Regions from separate parts of the Mus musculus genome. Here regions 2 and 3 are each linked to region 1. A link is a contact called in public HiChIP or PLAC-seq and promoter capture Hi-C data. All regions are on one chromosome and are shown on one strand. The core of a region is the stretch at or near the end of the contact, and the rest is flanking DNA. Distances in the headings are between cores, read along the strand shown. Region 1 holds the start of Ttbk2 (tau tubulin kinase 2). Region 2 overlaps Stard9 (START domain containing 9). Region 3 holds the start of Stard9 (START domain containing 9).

What was found. Promoter capture Hi-C pulls out the DNA fragments that hold promoters and counts their contacts. HiChIP or PLAC-seq counts read pairs in DNA pulled down with a chosen protein or histone mark.
Region 2: a contact with region 1 is called in an H3K27ac HiChIP or PLAC-seq map of double positive thymocytes, with 2.3 times the contacts expected there. The contact joins the enhancer-like site here to the promoter of Ttbk2 in region 1. A contact is called at or near these places in 21 of 39 promoter capture datasets (the 3T3-L1 cell line, 3T3-L1-derived adipocytes, the C10 cell line and 14 more), 11 of 484 Hi-C or Micro-C datasets (CD8 T cells, the HL-1 cell line, beige adipocytes and 6 more), 15 of 115 datasets of contacts at active chromatin or transcription factors (the 230-238 cell line, DN3 thymocytes, T-cell acute lymphoblastic leukemia and 8 more) and 4 of 9 other capture datasets (adipose tissue, embryonic stem cells, liver and 1 more).
Region 3: a contact with region 1 is called in a promoter capture Hi-C map of pre-B cells, with 5 times the contacts expected there. The contact joins the promoter of Stard9 here to the promoter of Ttbk2 in region 1. A contact is called at or near these places in 11 of 39 promoter capture datasets (the 3T3-L1 cell line, the C10 cell line, cranial neural crest and 7 more), 6 of 484 Hi-C or Micro-C datasets (Th17 cells, embryonic stem cells, granulocyte-monocyte progenitors and 3 more), 6 of 115 datasets of contacts at active chromatin or transcription factors (the 230-238 cell line, DN3 thymocytes, bone marrow-derived macrophages and 2 more) and 1 of 9 other capture datasets (adipose tissue).

Annotation. Positions count from the first base shown.
Region 1 is chr2:120,849,035-120,853,224 of GRCm38.p6, reverse strand. It overlaps Ttbk2 (tau tubulin kinase 2), which reads left to right and starts at 2,807. Exons shown (of 16, transcript NM_001024856.2): 1 at 2,807-3,169. It overlaps AV039307 (expressed sequence AV039307), which reads right to left and starts at 2,569. Exons shown (of 4, transcript NR_038350.1): 1 at 2,460-2,569.
Region 2 is chr2:120,708,216-120,712,456 of GRCm38.p6, reverse strand. All of the region lies in intron 26 of Stard9 (START domain containing 9), which reads right to left. Among named protein-coding and RNA genes, the nearest start is that of Cdan1, 21 kb to the left of the region's middle. Within about 2 kb of position 2,061, at least 21 of the 459 cell types and tissues checked have an H3K27ac peak or open chromatin away from gene starts, as enhancers often do. A contact at or near this core is called in DN3 thymocytes, T-cell acute lymphoblastic leukemia and double positive thymocytes, where this site is marked.
Region 3 is chr2:120,626,603-120,630,859 of GRCm38.p6, reverse strand. It overlaps Stard9 (START domain containing 9), which reads right to left and starts at 1,739. Exons shown (of 33, transcript NM_001370940.1): 1 at 1,590-1,739. The coding sequence starts at 1,636.

The DNA.
Region 1 (4,190 bases), core at 1,558-4,057:
TGCACCCAGATCGGGGGATGTTAGGTGCTTTGCCTTTCTCATGTCAACTGCACACATTCACTCAGGGTTCCTCTGCACCCTATAATGCCACCTGGACTAGGGTGTGTCTTCCCCCTCTCCACTAACAAAATCTAGATAATCCCTCATAGACACATGGAAGAGAGCAAAGAGCTTGTCTCTTTGGTGATTCTAGCTAGAACCCTGTCAAGTTGACAAAGGATATTAGCCATCACAGGTGCAGAGAGGGGCACTCAACACTTCCTTCACATCCCAGGAGAATTTTTAAAGACAAGGAAGGAAAGCCCTGTCAGCCATCTTCTTTCTTTGATCTTCATGCTGATTCATACTGTGGTGTTGGGGCTGGGGATGTGATTCAGGAGCATTGTGCTTACCCTGCTAGGGTACAATAAACAAAACATTGTCATGTTGCCCTGGTAACCTCGTGCTGCAAATGACCCACATAGGTAATTTCCTGTTGAGATGGGGGTGGGGGAGACATATTACAAAGTGGCACCTAAATGTGGGTAGATTAGCACACACATGGAAGAACAGGAAAAGGAGAGGGTTATTCAGTGTATTGTTTATTTCATGCTGGAGCAAAGGGGAAAATAACTATTGTAAAGTGAATTATGTCTTATATGAAGTCTACCTGGTATAAAACTGAATCTTACTGACTACTTTGTAAGATTTTTCTTAAGTCTGAGTTTTGTTCCTTCATGTATCCAGAGTATCCGCACACCTGAGTCAGTCTTCTATTTCACCTTTATTTCCCCAAATCTCTTTTCTTTTCTTTTTTTATTTTAAAGCAGGGTTTCTCTGTGTAGCCCTGGTTGTCCTGGAACTCTCTCTGTAGACCAGGGTGACCTCAAACTCACAGAGAAACGCCTGCCTCTGTCTCCTGAGTGCTGGGACTAAAGGTGTGCACCATCACTGCCTATTTTCCCAAATCTTTCTGTATTAGTAGTTATCGCCACACAATCAACCAGTGTTGAAGATAATAGTAAACATTTATTTTTGATACTGCAGATTAAACCTTAAACATTTATTGTATCATATTTTTGTGGGGCTGAATGTGGGGAATGGCTTAGCTAGCTGATTCCGGCTTGGCTTATTTTACAAGGTGATTGTCAAGATGCCAGCTGGAAGCTGTAATTGCAGCATGCCCAAGACTGAGGCAGGAAGATCAAAAAACTGAGGCTATTCAGGGCTTCATGGGGGCTACAGCCTATCTTTAAAAGAAAACAATGAAGATTCCACAATGAAACCCATTTGTATCTTAACCTAATTTTTAAATTCTACCTGTTTTTGTAGCACATGTCTGTATTGAATAATGGGGGAAAAAAGCATTTTCCAACTTTCATCAATAGAAACAAAACAATCTGGCAACGCCTTCATGTTTGAATAGAACAAGATGACCTCACCATCAGTTGTCTTTTGTTTTGGTTTCTGTCCAAGAGTCTGCACATGACAGGCAGTAAGGATGTCTCCTGCTTGTAAAGGAATATAAAGAGGATGGTAGTTCCTTAACAGTAAGAACACTTTTGTCACCTAAGAAAATATTTGAAAGTAAAAGTGAACCTTTGAGCCGGGTGTGGTGGCGCACGCCTTTAATCCCAGCACTCGGGAAGCAGAGGCAGGCAGATTTCTGAGTTCGAGGCCAGCCTGGTCTACAGAGTGAGTTCCAGGACAGCCAGGGATATACAGAGAAACCTTGTCTCGAAAAACAAAAACAAAAACAAAAACAAAAACAAAAAGTGAACCTTTACAATTCATACCATTGCATCCTCTCTGTTCCTGGCAAACTCGTGGCAGTCATTGCAATTGTTAAGGAAAAAAGAACGTTGGGCATACAATATGGAATAGGTCCGCAGTTTGGTTTTGACATCAGTTTTGTGATCTTGGTAAAGTTTATTCTTAATTTTTAATGTCTATATAATGGATAGTAAAGAAAGAAGAGGGACTTACTCTTAGGTTTTGTTTTGTTTTTTTTCACCAAAGAGCTTGGCACATTCAACATGAAATACGTCTCCCATACAGCCTCGGTGTCCCACCCTTCATAGTTAGTCTTTGTGTGTCTTGAGCCACTCCTGCAAACTCCAAGCTTAGAGTCCCAGACTGGTCCACATGAAAGTTGTTCATTGTCTTTATCAAAAAGCCAATGAAATCTTTTTTCGTGGGTTGTGAATGGGCACTCCCTCGCCAGGCTGACATCTTTGTAACTCCTTTCTTTTCTCCCAATACCTTCGGGTTTCCCGGCCCTAGTTAGCAGCTTAGGTTAGGGGACAGCGCCCATTTCCCAGATCCTGGCAGCTCTAGGTCTGAGCAGGCGAGTAGACCTTAAGCAATGACCCGGCCTCACGATTCTCGACGCGACCGCCTCAGTGACAAAGCATTACCAATTTTCTTCCAAAGGGCCCAACTCTGTGGCCATAAGCACGCTGAGCTAGGAGAACACCTACTGAAGTCGGCTCTCAGAAGCACTGCGCCTTACATCTCTCCTCAGGACAGGCCGGCCGTTGCAGCGGAGGCTGGAACTACGAGTCCCAGAATTCCCAAGCACACGCGCACTGTCATTGTGATGCTCCTTTCCCGGTAACTCGCCCTCTCAGGCAAACCTGAAGATAGCGGCAATTCTCCGGTGGGGGGCGGAGACACTCTCGGCCCAATTCTCCGCCCCCTTCCTGATAGGCAATGGGACTAGCCAACCGACGCCACAGGCTGGGAACGTGCTCTCCAATCAGCACCCGCGGCGGAGAGGTGGGCGGTGCGCGCTGGCAGGGCGGGTGGGCTAGGCTGTGCGGCTTGCGGGGGGGAGAGTAACGTCGGGCCGGGTCAGCGGGCGCTGCAGTAGTCGCCGCAGCGGCGATGGGAGCGGTAGGGACGAGGAGGCGGCGGCGGCAGGAGGAGGAGGAGGAGCAGGGGCTGGCACGAGAGCAGCGGCCCGGGACAATCCGCAGCAATACCCGCAGCCGCTGCCGCCGCCTTTAGACGCGGACGGCATCCGAAGGGACCGCCGGCCGTCTAAGCCGCGCTCCGGTCCCGCCGCAGTGGGCGGCGGGGGATGGGCAGGCGGTGGCGGGCCCGCCTGCTGAGCGGTGACTCCTGCCGGTGCGGACCCTGAGCTAGACCCTCGTCCTCCGTCAGAGATCCTGCGTCCGCCGCGGCCCAGGTAGGACACACCCCCGAGCCCCAGGGCGTCTCCAAGAAGCTTCCCTGCGCCCGCCTCATCCCTCGTTCAGCTCAACCGAGGCGTGGAGGGGAGACTGCCCGAGACCCCTGGGTTTCTTATGCCCACGCCCTGAGGCGACGCCAGACCCAAATTGATCCTCATCCCACAGATCTTTCTGGTTCTGCCCCATTTCCCCGGAGGCTTTGGGTGCCTTCCCTGAACTTGGAGGTTCATGAAGCTGCTTCGTCTGTTTCTGTGGGTGACCCATATATCACTTGTACTCATGACTCTTCTGGCTACCAGGACCGAGCAGAGAGGAGTCTTTTGAAATTATGAGCGTTTCATTCTATCTTGCTTTTCCCACTGTAATGGAAGAGTGACGGGACTACCGAATCTCATTTGTGTGGTAACAAGGAAGGCCGGGACTTTGTAGTATTGAAGTAATGACCAGAGGGATTTGCTTTGACAAAGATGATGCTGTTGATACGCGGGGATGCCAAAAGAGGGACAAAAGAGCCTACATATACGCACTGTCGAGTCAGAGAAGTAAATAATCATGGGGATGCTAGGATACCTGATCCTTAAATGAAGTTCATTTTGTTTCAGTTGTGGCGCTGCCTTAGAGGTAAAAATGACATTGAGTTGTACTTTGCTTTGGATTAAAGTTGATAGGCTTCTCTCCCCTAGCTTTGGAAGCTGTCCTTTAACATTTAAAGAAGACAATTCTATTTTAACCTGTATATGATGGGAAGATGTTATTTAGTAGAATTGAATGTGTGTGAGAGAGTGTATTGTGAATGGACTCAAACTCTCAAATACAAGGAGGATTCAGGCTGTGTTTTGTTTCAGTGTTTGGTTTTGAGCCATTAATAGTTGCAGTGACATTAAACATGGACTTGCCAGGATAGACTGCAAAGATGTATCTGTTTTCTTTCAGCAAAGTGGACTAGAATAACATTCATTTAAGGAGTAAAAAAAATGAGGATTTTTTAAAAAGTATTGAGTGGGTTGAATACTTTTT
Region 2 (4,241 bases), core at 812-3,311, 140 kb after region 1:
ACAGTATTTGAAAGAATTAGGAGGTGTGGCCCTGTTGCAGGAAGTATGCCACTGGGGATGGGCTTGATGCCAGGTCCAGTGTTACTCTTTTCAGATCAAACTATAGTTCCCAGTTACTTTTCCAGCACCATGTTGGCCTGCTGCCATGCTCTCTGCCATGATGATAATGGACTTAGCTCCTGAAACTGTAAGAAAACCCTCACAATTAAATGCTTGCTCTTGTAAGAGTTGCCTTGGTCATGGTGTCTCTCTTCATAGCAACAGAACGGTAACTAAAAGTCAAGAGGTTACAGCAATAGATAGCAGCTAGAAAACCTTCACTGCAGATCAGAGGCCACAGCAGTGAGGATAGCCAGTACCTGGGCATGGGGCCTGTTGGGTTTCAGACCTGGGACAAGGGGCTGAGGTACATATTTTACACACTAAAGCAGACCTGGCCTCCAGGTTCTCCCAGCATCCCTCACTTCTTACCTGGCATACCCTACCCTCTACTCTGAACTTTCAAGCCCAGGGGCTGGGCTGCCCTTCTCTCAGAAGTTCTTCCCTATATAGTCAGTCTAGACATTTTGGTCTCTCCCACCTACCCTTCTCTCTTCTTTCTCAGCAAGCGTGTGCCAAAGAGTAGTTTCCCAATAAACCTGCCTTTATATATACTCTAATCTGCCTAACCTAAAATTGGCTCATTTCTCCAGCAGAGAAATAACTTATACAGGCCCTCTAAAAAATGGGTAAACCCCAGGGTCAGTATGTGAGAAGACACCTGTACCATGGTGGCAGCAGGAAGGAGACCATCACTGGAGGGGTGTAGTGGCTACTCCTGGTTGTCAACTTGACTATATGTAGAATGAACTACAATCTAGAATTGGAGGCACTCCAGTGATCCTAATCTGGAGGCTGGGAGATACAAGTATCTGACCTGGACCTTGGCATGAGATCTTGAGGCATAGTGGCTATGAATCCCAGATTAAGGCAGGTAGATCTCTGAGTTCAAGGTCATCTGGGACAAAGCAAGTCCCAGATCCAGGCACACACCTTTAATCCGAGCCACACCTACATAAGGACATTGGAAGATGGAAGATTTGCTCTCTTTGCCTGTTTTCTTTGTGGAACTGAGCAACCGCTAGATCCTTAGACTTCCATTCAAAGCTGCTGCTGACCATTGTAAGGGAGTTGAACTACAACTGTAAGTAATCAACAGATTTCCTTACTATACAGAGACTGCCCGTAAGTTCTGTGACTCGAGAACCCTGACTGATACAAGGAGTTTAGTGTAGATAATAAAGTCAAAGTGAAGGGGAGATAAGGAAGAAGCAATGAGCTCTGAACAGCAGACTCTGGCCCTGGCTAGGTGCCATACTGAGCCAGAAGCCCTACTCTAGGACCAGAGCTCTGGGTCTCTGCTGTCCTTGGTTAGTACACTGTGTCAGCCACCTCCTTGGTAGGACAAAAACATGGGCCAGTGAGATGATTCACCAAGTAAAGGTGCCTGCCACCAAGCTAGAGAATCAGAGTCCCTGGTACAAAACTAATACTGGATGCTGTTTTCTTTTTTGGGGGTGGGGGGATGGGGTTCGAGACAGGGTTTCTCTGTGTAGCCCTGGCTGTCCTGGAACTCACTCCGTAGACCAGGCTGGCCTCGAATTCAGAAATCCACCTGCCTCTGCCTCCCGAGAGCTGGGATTAAAGGCGTGCGCCACCACGCCTGGCTGGATGCTGTTTTCCGACCTCCTAATGTGTGACACGGTATGTGCATACATATACACACGCTAAGTAAACAGTTCTACCACCTTCCTTCCTCATCCCTCCTGCTGCAGTAGTTTTGAATTGTTTCTTAGACCTGTAACCCTTAGGAGCACTATTACCTAATCACTTCTCTCCACTTGTCCCCACCTCGCCCTTGTCACTAGATATTATTAGCATTTAAACACAAAGATGTCTCCTCAGCATTGAGCTTCCTGAAGCCAGTGTTCCATCTGTCACCTCCTACCTCTCACCTGCACAGCCCTCACCTCACCACTCCTCCAAAAACCACAGTGCTGAAGGGCACTAAGATGCTTGCCAGCCCCATCTCTGCAGCTGTCACAGGCCTTATCAAGCAAGATCTGTCTCCCGTTCCCCAGGCTCCCCACTTCTCTGTGCTCCTCAACCACAAACTGACATCGTGAGGTTCAAGGCCCTCGGTGATGATTTCCAGCTATAATCATGAATTAATAGTGAGTCAAAAACTAGGTAAGCATTGGGAAGAGGGATTATATCAGAGGCCTATTTTATAGATCAGACCAAATAAATTCTTTATACTTTGTGGGTCAAAGACAATATTGTAGCATTGTTAAAGAAAAAATTTAAAAGTCCAAAGCAAGAAAATACTGGTTAGTATGCAAATTAAGCATTTCATATATATATATTTGCTAACAAAAATTGTAGAAAAAATAAAATATGAAAAATGTTAAAAATACATCATGTGCATAAGGATTCAGCATCCCAAGGATGAAAGAATAGCTTCATATTAGCCAATGGGAACAAATAAATAAAGGAGCAAGATGGCATTCTCCAAAGACCAAAAAGTAATGCTCTAGAAAATCTTATGTTCCCTTACTGTAAAATTTAATTTTCTTTTTTAAAGATTTATTTATTTATTATATGTAAGTACACTGTAACTGTCTTCAGACACTCCAGAAGAGAGTGTAAGATCTCTTTATGGATGGTTATGAGCCACCATGTGGTTGCTGGGATTTGAACTCAGGACCTTCGGAAGAGCAGTCAGTGCTCTTAACCGCTGAGCCATCTCATCAGCCCCTACTGTAAAATTTGTCTCAGTTTAAAATCTAGTATGAAACTTAGGAGGTAAAATACTAGATGTATCTCACTAATGTCTGGGAAAAGGTAAGATCTAGCTAATGCTGCTACAGGGCAGGAGCACATAGTAACACAGTGAGGGGATGGTGAGATATCTAGGATTTGACAATGACATGCCAATAGTCCTAAAGAAACATAGGGGACTATCCAATATGCCTCAATGTTTGCTGACTGTGTGCAGTGTGGCACACGTGACCTGAGAACAAACATTTTGGACCTGGTGTTGGTCACCTGTTCCTCCACAAATACAAAGAAGCAGACTGTAACTTCATATTTCCAGGAGCAACTACCAAAGAACACTGGCTTTCCTCACAGTGGCAAAAGGAAACCTATAACTTCCAAAGACCTGAGGCAGGACCACAGAAGGAGAACAAAATATCCCAGCACTTGCCCTAGATCTATTGCCCAGGAAGATGCTTCCCTTCTGCAGGGGTGAAGAGTAAAGAGTCCAGGAAAACCCATCAGTGGAAATGGGACAAGCCTGGCTACTGGGAAGACCCATAACACTCACAGGCTTATAGCCTAGATAGATAAGGAACCTGAGATCTTCACAGCCTGGCTTTGGAAAAGGGTTTAAGTCCTAGTCATCCCACAGGGTGCTGCCGACAGAAGCCATTTGATAATGGACCTACTGCTCTGGGAATGAGAGAGCCCTGACCCCATCAACTGGGGCCCCCACAGACATTCCACGGTGCAGCAAGAGAAGCCACCTCATGAACTGCACCTCAAGAGCACCTCAAGAGCTGCCTCCCTCCCAACACTAGCACTACTGGGCTCTTCTGAATCTCAACCCTCCAGTCTCAGTTCCAACAGTCTCTTCAGGGTGTCCTTGACCTTGTAGATTTGGACAAACCACAGATTATGCTGGCTTAGCAAACCTGCAGTTAGCTTAGGACAACAGCAGTGAACATAAAATAAGCTGCTTAATATTTTTATCTCTAACAATCTTAAGTCTTTAAACAGTCTAAAGGCAACACCATTTTACTTACTACCTTATAGCATCTACTATTTGGATAAAATAAAAGCTTAAGTTGGGGCTGGAGAGAAGGCTCAGTGTTAAGAGCAGCACTGGAATGCTAACCCAGCCACAGAACCTTCGACACCTTCGACCCACAGTTTGTCCTGCCTGCAGTGTTCTGGGACCAGAGCCTAGCAGAACTGTCATCAGAGACCAGAGAGACTTCATTCAGCAACTGGGAGCCAATGCAGAGTACTTCAGCCAAACATTGGTGGCGCTCTGGGAGTCCTGGAAGGGGTAGGGACAGGATCAAAGAAACCAGAGGGGTCAGGGAGACACCATGAGAACTGACTAGGACACGTGGGGACTCACAGAGACCAGGGAGCCTGTAGAGGTCCGACCAAGGTCCTTTGCATATGTTATGGCT
Region 3 (4,257 bases), core at 490-2,989, 220 kb after region 1:
TTCTGTGGGAATTGAAGAATGGTCTGCTCTGACTTCTTGGCTGAGATTGCACTGAGTGCTTACATAACTACCTCTGAATCTATGGTCCTTGTGAACCGGGAGCCTGCTAAACTCTGCTCACTCCTGGAGATCAGTGGGCTTGACAGTCTACCACTTACTCTCAAGGCCCCACACTGGTGCTGAAAGTAAGTTTCCTGGTTGTTTTTCATTGTTGTTGGATGAGATACATTATTCTTAGCAGTGACTGCAAATATCAACAGCATTTTCCTAATCTAATCCATGCTATTTGAAATTGCTGGTTTCCAAGGAACTAAACAGTTAAGAGTAAGTGGTCAATGTTGCTATCCTACAAATCCTAAAAGACAGTTTGGAAAGGACCTCCTCCTAGACAGCAGCTACTCCCAGGAGGCCCCCAGCCCTGAGTCACCACAGGCAGTGATATAAAGCCAGATGTTTAAAAAGTCATTTACCAATCAAAACACAGCAATTTGGGGTACACTCTTTTGTGTTCCTCCTATCTCACTGCTCTCATTCGGTCTAAACTTTTAAAAGCAGATGGCCTCTAAAAGGACAAACCTAACCCATACAGAACCATTTTCGTCATAGGAGACAATGCCCTTTTTGACCTCTGTTCCCATTTACCAAGGTATCTTGTGTACTGGACAGTTAAAAAAAACCTGCTAATTCCAATACATGTCATCTGGTCTAGACCCACACTCTGCCAGTTTTATCACCCATCACTCTTCCGCTTCAACCCAAGCAGGTGTCCAAGGCTTCCATCTACACCCTAAGAGCAGAGATTTGCTCTTTCTTCCTGTTCTTGGAGGACTCTGCACTTCTTCTCCTTACTTGTCAGAAAACTCAAAGATCATTCACAACAGCTCTTTGACACCAACTTTTGTGCAAAGCATTCTCTGACTTCCCAAGTGAGAGGAAAAGAGGATGAAGTGTGCAGCTTCACACTGGATGCCTCAAGGGCTGAGGGGTGCAGAATCAGGCTCCTACACAAGGAACTAGCTAGCATGGAGGACACCAAGAAGAGATGTCTGGAGAAACTTCCCCTATGTCACAGTTCAGTCTTTAAATCACACCAACTACTGAGCACAGGTTGAGAGTGTACTTTCTCTGGGCCTTTATTTTCCTTCCATATCCTGATAATTCTTTTTCCTATGTCCTCTTGGAGCAATCCCATGTGTATATACGGACACAACAGCCTCCAGTCCTCACTTGGGTACTCCCAGAACACCAAAAGTAGTGGAGTCTGCCCATCCTTTTGTACTTCCTCACGTCATGCTCCGTGAGAAAGGCCCTACTACGTGCACCAAGACCCAAGCCAGGGTCCCTAGAAACTAGTTGGCAGGTCACCAAGGACATGCACACAGGGCAGCGACTCCTGGAGCCACACAAGAACTGCTATCTCCTAGGACGCGAAGCCCTGTCCCTCCAGGCCTTCTGGACCCTGAGCCTCCATGACAATCTGTGTCTGATTTTTTTTTTTTCTCCACGCCAGTCCACCCTGAGGAAGGCAGGGACCTCGCACTCCTCTCAGCTCACTTGACCCCTCAGGCGCCCCCTCCTGACAGACTCACCGCTTGCTGAGAGGCCGGACCCTCACGGCCACCTGCACATTCGCCATCCCTCCGCCACAACCCAAGACCCACACAGCGGTCCGGCGGAAGCATCCCTGGCCGGCGTCCAGCGAACAGACCCAGCCACAGGCACTGCAAGAGCCACAGACTGCCCCGCCCGTCCCACGCGCCTCCCGACCGCAGCCCAAGCCTCGCCCTAGGGGGCGGGGCCCACTAGGTATCAACCAATCCTGAGACAGATGGGGGTGGGCCTCCTTGCCTTGCTCCACCCTCTCACTTCTCTGGACGCTCCCGCCCGAGTGCAAGGAAACGCCAGACAGGGGCGGGGCCTGCGGAGCCTTAGCCAATCCTGAGGCAGGTGGGCTGAGCAACCTGGTCTCGTTCTACCCCTCGCACCGCTGACTGTCCTACGCAAGCTGTAGTATCTCTTTTGTTCTAAAATCTGGTGACTGAATTTCTGGTTAATACTTGAAAGTTCATGAAGGAAATTAGTAATTTTATTTTTTACCCTATTGGTCTGCTATGTCAAAACTGCGGCTAAATTTTAAGGTCAAAAATAAAGTGGAGCCTATCGTAGAGGCTGAGGCAAGAATATTTTGAATTCAAGGTTAGCCTACATGGTGAGTTGAAGTCAGCCTGGAGTTCAGCGTGAAGTCCCGTCTCAAAACAACAACAATGAAATGAGAAAAACAAATGATTTTGTAATTCTAAGGTGCGTTTAAATGAAGAGGCTTGGGGCTGGTGAGATGGCTCAGTGAGTAAGAGCACCCGACTGCTCTTTCGAAGGTCTGGAGTTCAAATCCCAGCAACTACATGGTGGCTCACAACCATCCGTAACAAGATCTGACTCCTTCTTCTGGAGTGTCTGAAGACAGCTACAGTGTACTTACATATAATAAATAAATAAATCTTAAAAAAAAAAAAAAAAAAGGTGTGGGCTGTCATGCCCAGCCTAAAAAAAAAAAAAAAAAAAAATGAAGAGGCTTTTTTTTTCTTCTTTCTTTCTTTTTTTTTTTTCCTAACTTACTGACAAATTTCTCTCGGTTGCCCTGTAACTTCACTACCACCCTAAGCAGTATTTATAGTACATACAGAGCAAATGCTGTCTGATCAGAGCTGGTTTATTCAAATAAGAAATAGCTATTTATAGCTGTAAAGCCTGAAGCCCAGCTCTGAGACCTGGGGTGCTGATGAACACTTAACAATTCCAACACTGGGGAGTTCCAAGACCTCCACACAGGAAGCTCCCATGTCTCACAACAGCAAAAACAGAAACAAGGGTCCGTTTCTGATGGTGACAAATTTGTGTCCACTGAAGACTACTAAATCGTCAAACATCATGATTAGAGAGAGGTGGGGTAGGGTTAGCCATTGTATTATTAATATTAGGGTTAGAGTTTATATAAGCTGGAGAGTGGTTCTGCAAGCCTTTATTTAATCTTAGCAATTGGGAGGCAGAGGCGGGTGGATCTCTGTGAGTTCAAGGCCAGACTGGTCTACAGAGTGAGTTCCAGGACAGCCAGGGCTACACAGAGAAACCCTGTCTCAAAGAAAGAAAGAGAGGAAGGAAGGAAAGAAAGAAAGAGAGGAAGGAAGGAAGGAAGGAAGGGAGGGAGGGAGGGAGGGAGGGAGGGAGGGAGGGAGGGAGGGAGGGAGGGAGGGAGAGAGAGAGAGAGAGAGAGAGAGAGAGACTCACACAAAACCAAGACAAACAAGAAACACACAGACCAAAAAACAAAAAACCCCAAGTCACTTCCTTCATGAGAATTAGGATCTTATGGAAAAGGAAATAACTATCTAAATGTGTATAACATTGTGCCAGACACAAAATGCAAAGAAAAATAAAAGGGAATAAAAGAGAGTAACAGTGTTAGGTGGTTAAAGAGAAAGTTAAGAAAGTCACTACTTTATATAGACTCTTAAAGGAAGTCCTCACTGATACCAGTGACACCCCACTATATTTGAGGAAAGTAAGGCTGGGAAGTTTTTCAGAGACTATTAGTTCATAGAATTTCCTACGTCAGCCTCTATTAAGGCAGACACTGTTCTAAGCAATCAGAACACACCTGTCTGGTGAAACCTCTGACCTCATAGAACTGGGAGTAGACTAACAGGTAAAAACAGTTTTAAAAAATGTTTAGCCATGCAGCAAATTAAAATTTAAAAGTATGTTTTAAAAAGCAAGAACGGGGCTGGTGAGATGACTCAGCAGGTAAGGGCACTGACTGCTCTTCGGAAGGTGCTGAGTTTAAATCCCAGCAACCACATGGTGACTCACAACCATCCGAAATGAGATCTGACACCCTCTTCTGGTGTGTCTAAAGATAGCTACAATGTACTAGCATATAATAATAATAAATCTTTGGGCCGGAGAGAGCAGAGGGCCTGAGTTCAATGCTCAGCAACCACATGATGGTTCATAACAATGTACTCACATACATAAAATAAATAAACAAATCTTTAAAAAAGAACAAAACTAGTTGTAAAGAGAACAGAATCATGGAGCCCGAGATTGGAGGGCTGTGTAATCAGAGTCCTGTGTATAATCAGAGTCCTGCTTCAGTTGAGGCAGGAGAATTTTGAGTTCCATGCTAACCTGGACCACATATCAAGACCTGGTATCAAAACAAAACAAAACAAAACAAAACAAACAAACAACAAAACAAAA